Linked DNA regions of Ovis aries: region 1 is linked to region 2. Evidence: chromatin contacts called from public Hi-C data. All regions are on one chromosome and are shown on one strand. The core of a region is the stretch at or near the end of the contact, and the rest is flanking DNA. Distances in the headings are between cores, read along the strand shown.

Region 1 (3,892 bases), core at 512-3,011, 140 kb before region 2:
ACTTGCTGGGACCCAGACAGCAAAGCATTGTAGGAAAGGCTGTGATCAAGGTTCTGCATTCTCTCAGAATTCTAAGACTTTAACTCTGATCCACGGCTTCCAGAAACCTCTCTTCCAGGCAGCCTGTGGCCCCCCAGGGGTCTCGCCCAGTAAATTGCCCCCTTACCCTCTCTGAATGCCTTTCTCCAAGACGCTCTGAAGACTTTTGTGGGCACGTTTTCTCTCCCCTGCCCTCATCTGAGTCTTGGAAGCCACTGACGCATCACTCAGATCAGAGAATAAAGGTTATAGCTGACTTCTCTACTTTGTGATGAGACCAATCTTTTAGCAAAATACAAGAAGGATGAGAGGGGGTTAGGTAGGAGCTTTCAGAGTTGGGTGGTTGAGGCTTCCATCTGCCTGCAAGCGTCCTGTCGCCTGCGGCCCTGGGGTGAAGATCTCTGTCTCCTGGGTCTCTGGTCCTTTAGGCTTTGGAAGGAGGTGGGAGGTACAGCATCTTTGGGCTGCCTTCGCTGCCTGTGCCGGGCTGACCGGAAGTTTGTGGAGTTGATGTCTCTGGGAGCAGTCTCCCATCAGGAAGGCGACAGGATGCGGAAGACAAGTACCCCAGTTCTTGAGAAGTGATGGGGCAGGAGGCAAGGAAAGGGGAGACTTTCGTGGCAACTGGGTCCCCACGGTAACTTGGTCCCCACCCTGCGGTGTCTGTGAGGTCACCCTGCTTCTTCCACTGGAGAAGCGAAAGGAGGGCCAGACATGGAGGCAGTCCCTCCGGTCAGATCCAGCCTCTCGGGGACTCTGCTGCTGGTGGTGAAGCTGTCCACACTGGTGAGGGGGAGTTGATGAGGGCCAGGGGGGCGAGGGCCAAAGCTGCTGCTGGATGCCGCTGGTGAAATGAGGTGGCTGCCCTCCTCCTGGAGTAATCCCATAGCTTTCAGAAGCCTCACCCCCAAGCCGCAGAGCCGCAGAGTTTTCTTTAGAGCACCCCCCTTTTTCAAACCTTCCCACCCCTCTTTTTCAAACATGACCTTAGTCTGGAGGGTGGTAAATAACCATTGAAACCCAAAGGAAAGGGAATTTCCTGGTGTTCCAGCGGTTAAGACTCTGTGCTTCCCCTGCAGGGGACACCGGTTCGATCCTTAGTCAGGGAACTAAGATCCTGCAAGCCACCTGGTGTGACTAAAAAAAAGGCGGGGGCGGGGGGGGGGAAAAAAACCCAGAGGAAAGAAAATCAAATATAATATGAGACACCTACTAAATCTCCCTCCTGAGAATGGAGTCCTTCCAAGTGGACAGATAAAGATCACTCATGAGGTGGGGGAAACAGGCCTTGAGAAGGGGAGGGCCTGGCCCCGGATGGCCTGGCAGCCACACCCGCACCGTAAAGCCCGGGACAGTCAGGCCCCTGTGGCAAGTGACCAGCAACGGGTGACAACGGTCTCCCCTTCCTGTAGCTCGTCCAGAACCGGGCCCACCTCTACAACTTCCTGCTCCTCAAGATCTTCCTCTTCAACCACTGGCTGTCGGGGCTGACCCGGGAGGCCCAGGGGTCCCACCCCCCCCCCAGGATCGCCGGCTGCCCCGTGGGCCGGGTTCTCCGGGCTGGGCTGACGCTGCTAGAGGTCCCTGTGTGCCTGGCCCTGCGGGTGCCCAGGCTGGTGTGGACAGGCCTGCTGGGCTGTGCCCGGGCCTTGGGCCTGGCCCCGAAGTGGCTGGGGGCCTGGGAGCAGCTGGGCCTGTCTGCAGCCACCTGGACGGACCTGTTCCTGTCGTGTCTGCACAGCCTGATGCTGGCTGCGTTGCTGTTGCTGCTGCTGGTCTGGAGACTGTACCGGAAAGCCCAGTGCTGCAGCCTGGGCTGGCTGCCCAGGAAGGTGGGTGAGGGCGGTTGCCGGCTGGGCTGGGGAGCGCAAACCTGGGACACTGGGCCTGGGCTGGGCTGGGGGGTCATGGGGGGAGCACCTAGCGGCCAGGCAGTATGGCTTGTGAGCTCTGGACAGCCGCCTGCCCATCCACTTGCCCCCCCCCCCCCCGCCGCCCCCAGGCTCTGCTGGAGAACTGCGTGGTGCAGAGGTCACTGGCGCTGCTGAAGAGTCTGTACTGGTGGGTGGAGAGCACAGTAGCACTCACCTCCTGGCACCTGGCCTACCTCATCACCTGGACCACCTGCCTTGCCTCCCACCTGCTGCAGGCCGCCTTTGAGCACACAGCCCAGCTGGCCCAGGCCCAGGAGGCTGAGCCCCAGAAGGCCTTGGGGCTCTCGCCTGAGACCCCGCCCCCTGGGTCCCCAGCCCCCGAGGCCAGGCCAGTCCTGCCAGAGCCTGGAGAATAAATGTATCCCCTGTGCCTCCCCTGTCTGGTCTGGCCTGGGGTCTCACCCTCGGTCCCTCTTCCATACTGGGCTGGAGGGGTGTGCGTGTGCGTGTGTGGGCATGCACTCACACGTGCATTTATGGGGGTGCGTGTGTCCTCTGGGGCTTCCCAGGTGGCTCAGTGTTAAAGAATCTACCTGCCAAAGCTCTCGATCCCTGGGTGGGGAAGATCTCCTGGAGGAGGAAATGGCAATCCACTTTAGTATTCTTGCCTGGGAAACCCCATGGACAGAGGAGCCTGGCGGGCTACAGTCCGTGGGGTCACAAGGAGTTGGACAGGACTTGGTGACTAAGCCGTGTGTGCCCTAGGGCTTCCTCTAGGAAGGAAATCGCTTTCTGTGAGCACCCGCTTTGTGCCAGGTAACCCTCTCAGGCATCTTCTAAGGAAAACACAAAACAAAAAAAGACTATAGCCTGCCAAGCTCCCCTGTATATGGGATTCTCCAGGCAAGAGTACTGTTGTGGGTTGCCATTGCCTACTCAGGGAATCTTCCCCACTCAGGAATCAAACCCAGGCCTCCTGCATTGCAGGCAGATTCCTTACTGTCTAAGCCACCAGGGAAGCCCCCTCAGTCGCTTTACACACATAGTTTTGTTTAAATCACTTACCAGCGCAGACATCCAGATGCGATTGAGCCTAGAAGCTTAAACATCCATTCCCTCGGTCCCAGAATAAGTCAGAGCAAGAACCAGAACTGGACCCAATTTTTTGTTTGTTTGTTTGTTTCCTAGAATCCCTCACTTCATCTGCGTCCATGCGCCTTCTTCCTGAGACTGCTGATGCCCAAGGTTTTTAGGGACGATGGGTAGTTAGAGACTCTGGCCTCTGGGGGGTGCCAGGGCCTCACGTTTCAGAGATTTAGGAAACTGAAGAAAGGAGTTATTCCTGAGCCAGTCTGCAGCTGGCCTGTGCATCCATTTATACACTTGGTCACTCATGTCCCCACTCATCCATCCATCTGTCCACTCAAACACCTGTCTCTCAGCCTGTCTACCTACTCACCCACCTGTCCATCCACCCTGCCTGCCTGCCGGCCTGCTAAGCCGCTTCAGTCATGTCTGACCCTTTGCAACCCGTGGACTGTAGCTCCCCAAGCTCCTCTGTCCATCGGATTCTCCAGGCAAAAACACTAGAGTGGGTTGCCATGCCCTCCTTCAGGGGCTCTTCCTGACCCAGGGATCAAACCTACATCTCTTATGTCCCCTGCATGGGCAGGCAAGTTCTTTAGGACTAGCGCAACCTAGGAAGCCCATCCATCCACCCTCTCACCCACAAGTACAACCACAGATCCATCTCCTCCAGGGAGAGGGAAACACCCAGTATCTCAGCCCTTGACCCCAGCTGCCCAGGTCCTGCTCAAGGGGTGGGGATGCTGTCGAGGCATGCTCAGGCCACAGTGGGTCAGATCCCCTATTCACCACCCTTAGGGCAGTGCTTCTGTGTGAGGAGCAGAGAGGTGGTTTCTTGGGAGTTAGTGATCGCTCCTTACTCATTCCCAAGCCTGGGGGCGATGAGTGTGGGA
Region 2 (3,749 bases), core at 1,059-3,558:
TTAATAAAGACTCTGAGCAGACTGCGGTTTGCAAGTCTGAAAGCCGGTTCCTGCCCACGTCACTGCCCTGAGAGGAGTGGGGCCCAGTTTCTCCCCAGTACCCTCATCCTTCCCCCTCCCCGGGAAGGGGCAGACACTCAGATCCACCCTACCCCCTGGCCTCCCCTCCCTTCCCCCAGCAGGCACATCTCAGGCCCCGAGCCTCAGCCCCTAACCCTGAGCATCCCCTACCGTCAACAACAAGGGCTGCCTTGGGCTCATCATCTCATCAGAGACGCCCCCGCCAAAGGACCCCCAAATAACACGCACAGGAAGTAAGAGCTGTACACTTACTGTGCACACACAGCTTCAAGACAGTTCTTCTAGCATGCACACCCACCCCCTTCCAAACTCTTGGAGCAGCCATTGCCTGAGACCGTGGAGAGGAAGGGGACAGCCCAGGGTCCCAGGGTGACCCAGCAGAGAGCCAAGTCTAGTAGCTACAAGGCGTGGGGCTTGCAGAACTAACGTTAACAGCAGCAGCCCTGGAACTAAGACCAGGGGACAGAGCATTTCGGAACTGCAGACGCAGTACAGAAATATATGACCTCATCTCACCCATCTTTGCGATAAGCTCCCAGGCAGGAGTATTTATCACCGTATGACAGATGAGGAAACCGAAGTCCTTTGAAGAGGTTACCCTGATAGAAAGTGCTCGAGCCAGAATTTTAATCCTGGGTCCCACCGAGCCCAATGCCTGGCCTCTGGCCCCTGCAGTCCCGGCCTCCCCCGCTGGCCCTGCCGACTGCCTCGGTGCTCCTGGCTGGAAGAGGGGTCCTTTAACTCCTGTCCTCGGACTGGTGACTGTGCTCTCCTCTTATCCTCCCTCTGGATGCAGGGAAAAGCTCTCAGAACTCACGGCCTTGACTCTTCCCCGTCATAAGCTGGGGTAAAGTCAGGTACCAGTCTCCCCCTCCTATCCTCTGGCCCCCAGATTTTTTCCCCACTTAGGTGGGGAGGCATGACCCCCTCATTTCCCACCCCATCTCACCTCCTCAATCCCCAGGGTCCCGATCCCTCAGTCAGGCGAGGACAGCCCAAGTCCTTCTGGAAATGCTGGTCCCAGTTGTTTCAGCTCAGGGCCTCCCCCTCCTGGCCGCCAGAGGAATGTCAGTCCCAGGTATTCTCCTGGGACAAGGAGAAACCTGGTAGTCTGAGGGCTACCAGGTCTGGTTTGGGTTCTAGGGATGCTCGGCGTTGGGACAGGTGGGGGCCGAGTGATTCAGGTGGGGGATGTTGGGCCACTTATCAGTCTGAGTGGGCTCCCCCGCCCCCCTGGTTCTCTGTAGGGCACCTGGGGATCCAGCCTGATCTTAACCAGACACTGTGGCCCGCATAAACTGCAGGGGGCTATATCTTCACCCGTGACAGACGGAGCCCCTGTAATATATCAGTCTCCAATGTGACCCCCCGATGTCCCAGGGAATGACACCAACAGGGTCTCAACCCCCAAGCCATTCTGCCCACAGCCACCTGGCCTCTGCAGACCTGGATCCTAGACCAACCCATCACCCACTCCCCAGCCTCAGGCAGGAGGCTGTGACCTTAACCCACAGAGAATGGAGCCCTGCAGGGCATCAGGGGCCCCTTCCCTGCACCCAGATGCCCCACGGGGGCAGCAGCAACACGGTCTCACCTTCCCAGACATTCTGCCCACAGCCCCGTGACCTCTCCAGACCCTGGCCTGGATGGACCCTGGACCCCAGGTCCAACCAACAGCCCCCTCCCCAGCTTTGGCCTGTCTCTGGCTGGGTCTGGGAGTGTTGAGGGAGTCTGGAGGGCCGAGGTGGGGGGGCAGAGGCGCAGGACAGCTGGCCTGTGTCCCCACACTGGGCCCGGGGCCCAGCCGGAGGGGCGGGGGCCTGGCCACTCAGGCCTTGGCTGGGGCCGGATTTTTGGCCGGGCTGCAGGGCCCTCCCTCCTGCTTCCTCTCCCGAGGGCTGTCCTGGCAGAGGCCCCCCTCGCACTTTCTGGCGGGAACAGGGCCAGCAGCGAAAGAACAGCCGCAGAGGGAAAGCAAGAGAGAGATGGGGGGAAACTCTGTGTGTGTGTGTGCGCGCGTGTGTATGTGCGCGTGTGTGTTTTAAGGGAAAAAAAAAAAAAAAAGAGCCCACAGTCCAGTCCAGTCAGACCCAGCCTGGGAGGCTTGCAAGCCGGCCTTTCGTAATTGCCCCCTCCCCGTGGCCCCCTCCCCGAGGCCGCCCCCTTCTCCCGCCTTCCCGCCCGCCCTCTCTCCCTCCCTCCTTCCCTCGCAGCCGACGAGGCAGCAATTACGCTTTGGGGATAAAACGAGGCGCAGAGAGCGGGCTGGGGCATTTCTCCCCGAGATGGCGGGTCTGACGGCTGCGGCTCGGCGGCCCGGAGTCCTCCTGCTCCTGCTGTGCATCCTTCACCCCTCGCAGCCCGGAGGTAGGCCTCACCCTGTTCCCCCGAAGGACCCGCAGCCCTGGGGCCGCCCGCTCAGGTGGCTGGACCGACCGACGAGAGGGCGCCCTGCCCTCCCAGCACCCTCAAGAGGGGGCCCAGGCAGGAGCCCCTCAGCCACTGGACCCTCGGAACCACCCCTCCTGGGAGCCAGCCGTGCAGAGCAGAAACCTGTCATACGTTTGCCCCGAGACTCAGAATGGTCCCAGACCAGCGCCGGCTTCTGCTGCCCCCACAGAGCGGATGAACCTTGCTCTGTCCTGGGGGGCTCTCTCAGGATGGGGGTCCCGAGCACGCTGGGGAAGGGCTGACGAGGTCCCTTTGGGTCTGTGAGCACCGGCAGTTGGCACACCTGTGGACCCAGTGGTTGTGCACACGTGCCCCAGGGACAGGGGACCTGGGCTGCAGGCCAGCTCTGCGGCAGTGAGCTCTCTGACCTCGGCAGGTTCCTCGTCCCCTGGGAAGTCGGGACCTGCTCCGGGTGATGTCAGGGTTAAGTTGATTGCAGGATTGCGGGTTGGAAAGCTGCCGCTGTGGTCTGTCCCTGATGAGAAAGGCTGGGACTTCTGAGCATGTGTGTAAGTGTGTGAATGTGCGTGTGTGCACGAGTGTGTTACATGCCCTTGCGCAGGTATGCATGGTCTGTATATGTCCGATCGTGTCATCAGATAAAGGAAGAGGCTTCTGGGAGGGGATGAATGTTCACAGGTTCATCCCCGGACAGGTGTGTGTGTTTGTGTGTGAGTGTGTGTGTGTGTGTGTGTGTGTGTTGGAAGGAGGAGTGTTATAGGATATGCGAAAGTGCCTGTTAGCATGTGCAAAAGTCTGCCACCCAACAGGCGTGTCCCCAGAGGCGATCTGGTGTCCAGGTGTCACTGGGTGTGGTTTGTCACTGAGCACGTGCGTGCGTGTGAGTGTGTGCATGCAAGTGTGTGTGGTATGGAACACCAGCGAGGACAAGGAAGCTGGAGGAGGTATCTGTCTCCTGGCAGAGGGAGAGCCCTGAGTGCTGGGAGCCTGCGTGAACCTGGGGGCACCCCTGGGCCGCCTGGCATGCTCCCTGCCCTGGTCCCAGAGGACGCCCCTCTCCGGGTTGCTACGCGCCTTGGGGGGGACTCTGGGAGTGGTCCCCCAGCGTCCCCCGGAGGTGCTCCTGGCCGTGGGGAGAGAGAGGTGCAGGCAGGCTCCTGAACCTTTGGTGGGGTAGCCTGGGTGGGGTCTGGTTTCCAGGAGAGTCCTCTTTGCCGTGAGAACCAGTGGGGTCCAGTGTCGGGATGGGGGGGAGC

Evidence for each region. Hi-C and Micro-C count contacts between places; a contact is called where the count stands out from the background.
Region 1: a Hi-C map of muscle shows a contact between it and region 2, with 6 times the contacts expected there. The contact joins the promoter of TMEM270 here to the promoter of ELN in region 2. A contact is called at or near these places in 5 of 16 Hi-C or Micro-C datasets (hypothalamus, liver, mixed tissues and 2 more).

The regions. Positions count from the first base shown.
Region 1 is chr24:33,905,661-33,909,552 of ARS-UI_Ramb_v3.0, reverse strand. It overlaps TMEM270 (transmembrane protein 270), which reads left to right and starts at 1,761. Exons shown (of 6, transcript XR_009598392.1): 1 at 1,761-1,871.
Region 2 is chr24:33,769,523-33,773,271 of ARS-UI_Ramb_v3.0, reverse strand. ELN (elastin) reads left to right here and starts at 2,308. Exons shown (of 33, transcript XM_060405909.1): 1 at 2,308-2,448. The coding sequence starts at 2,367.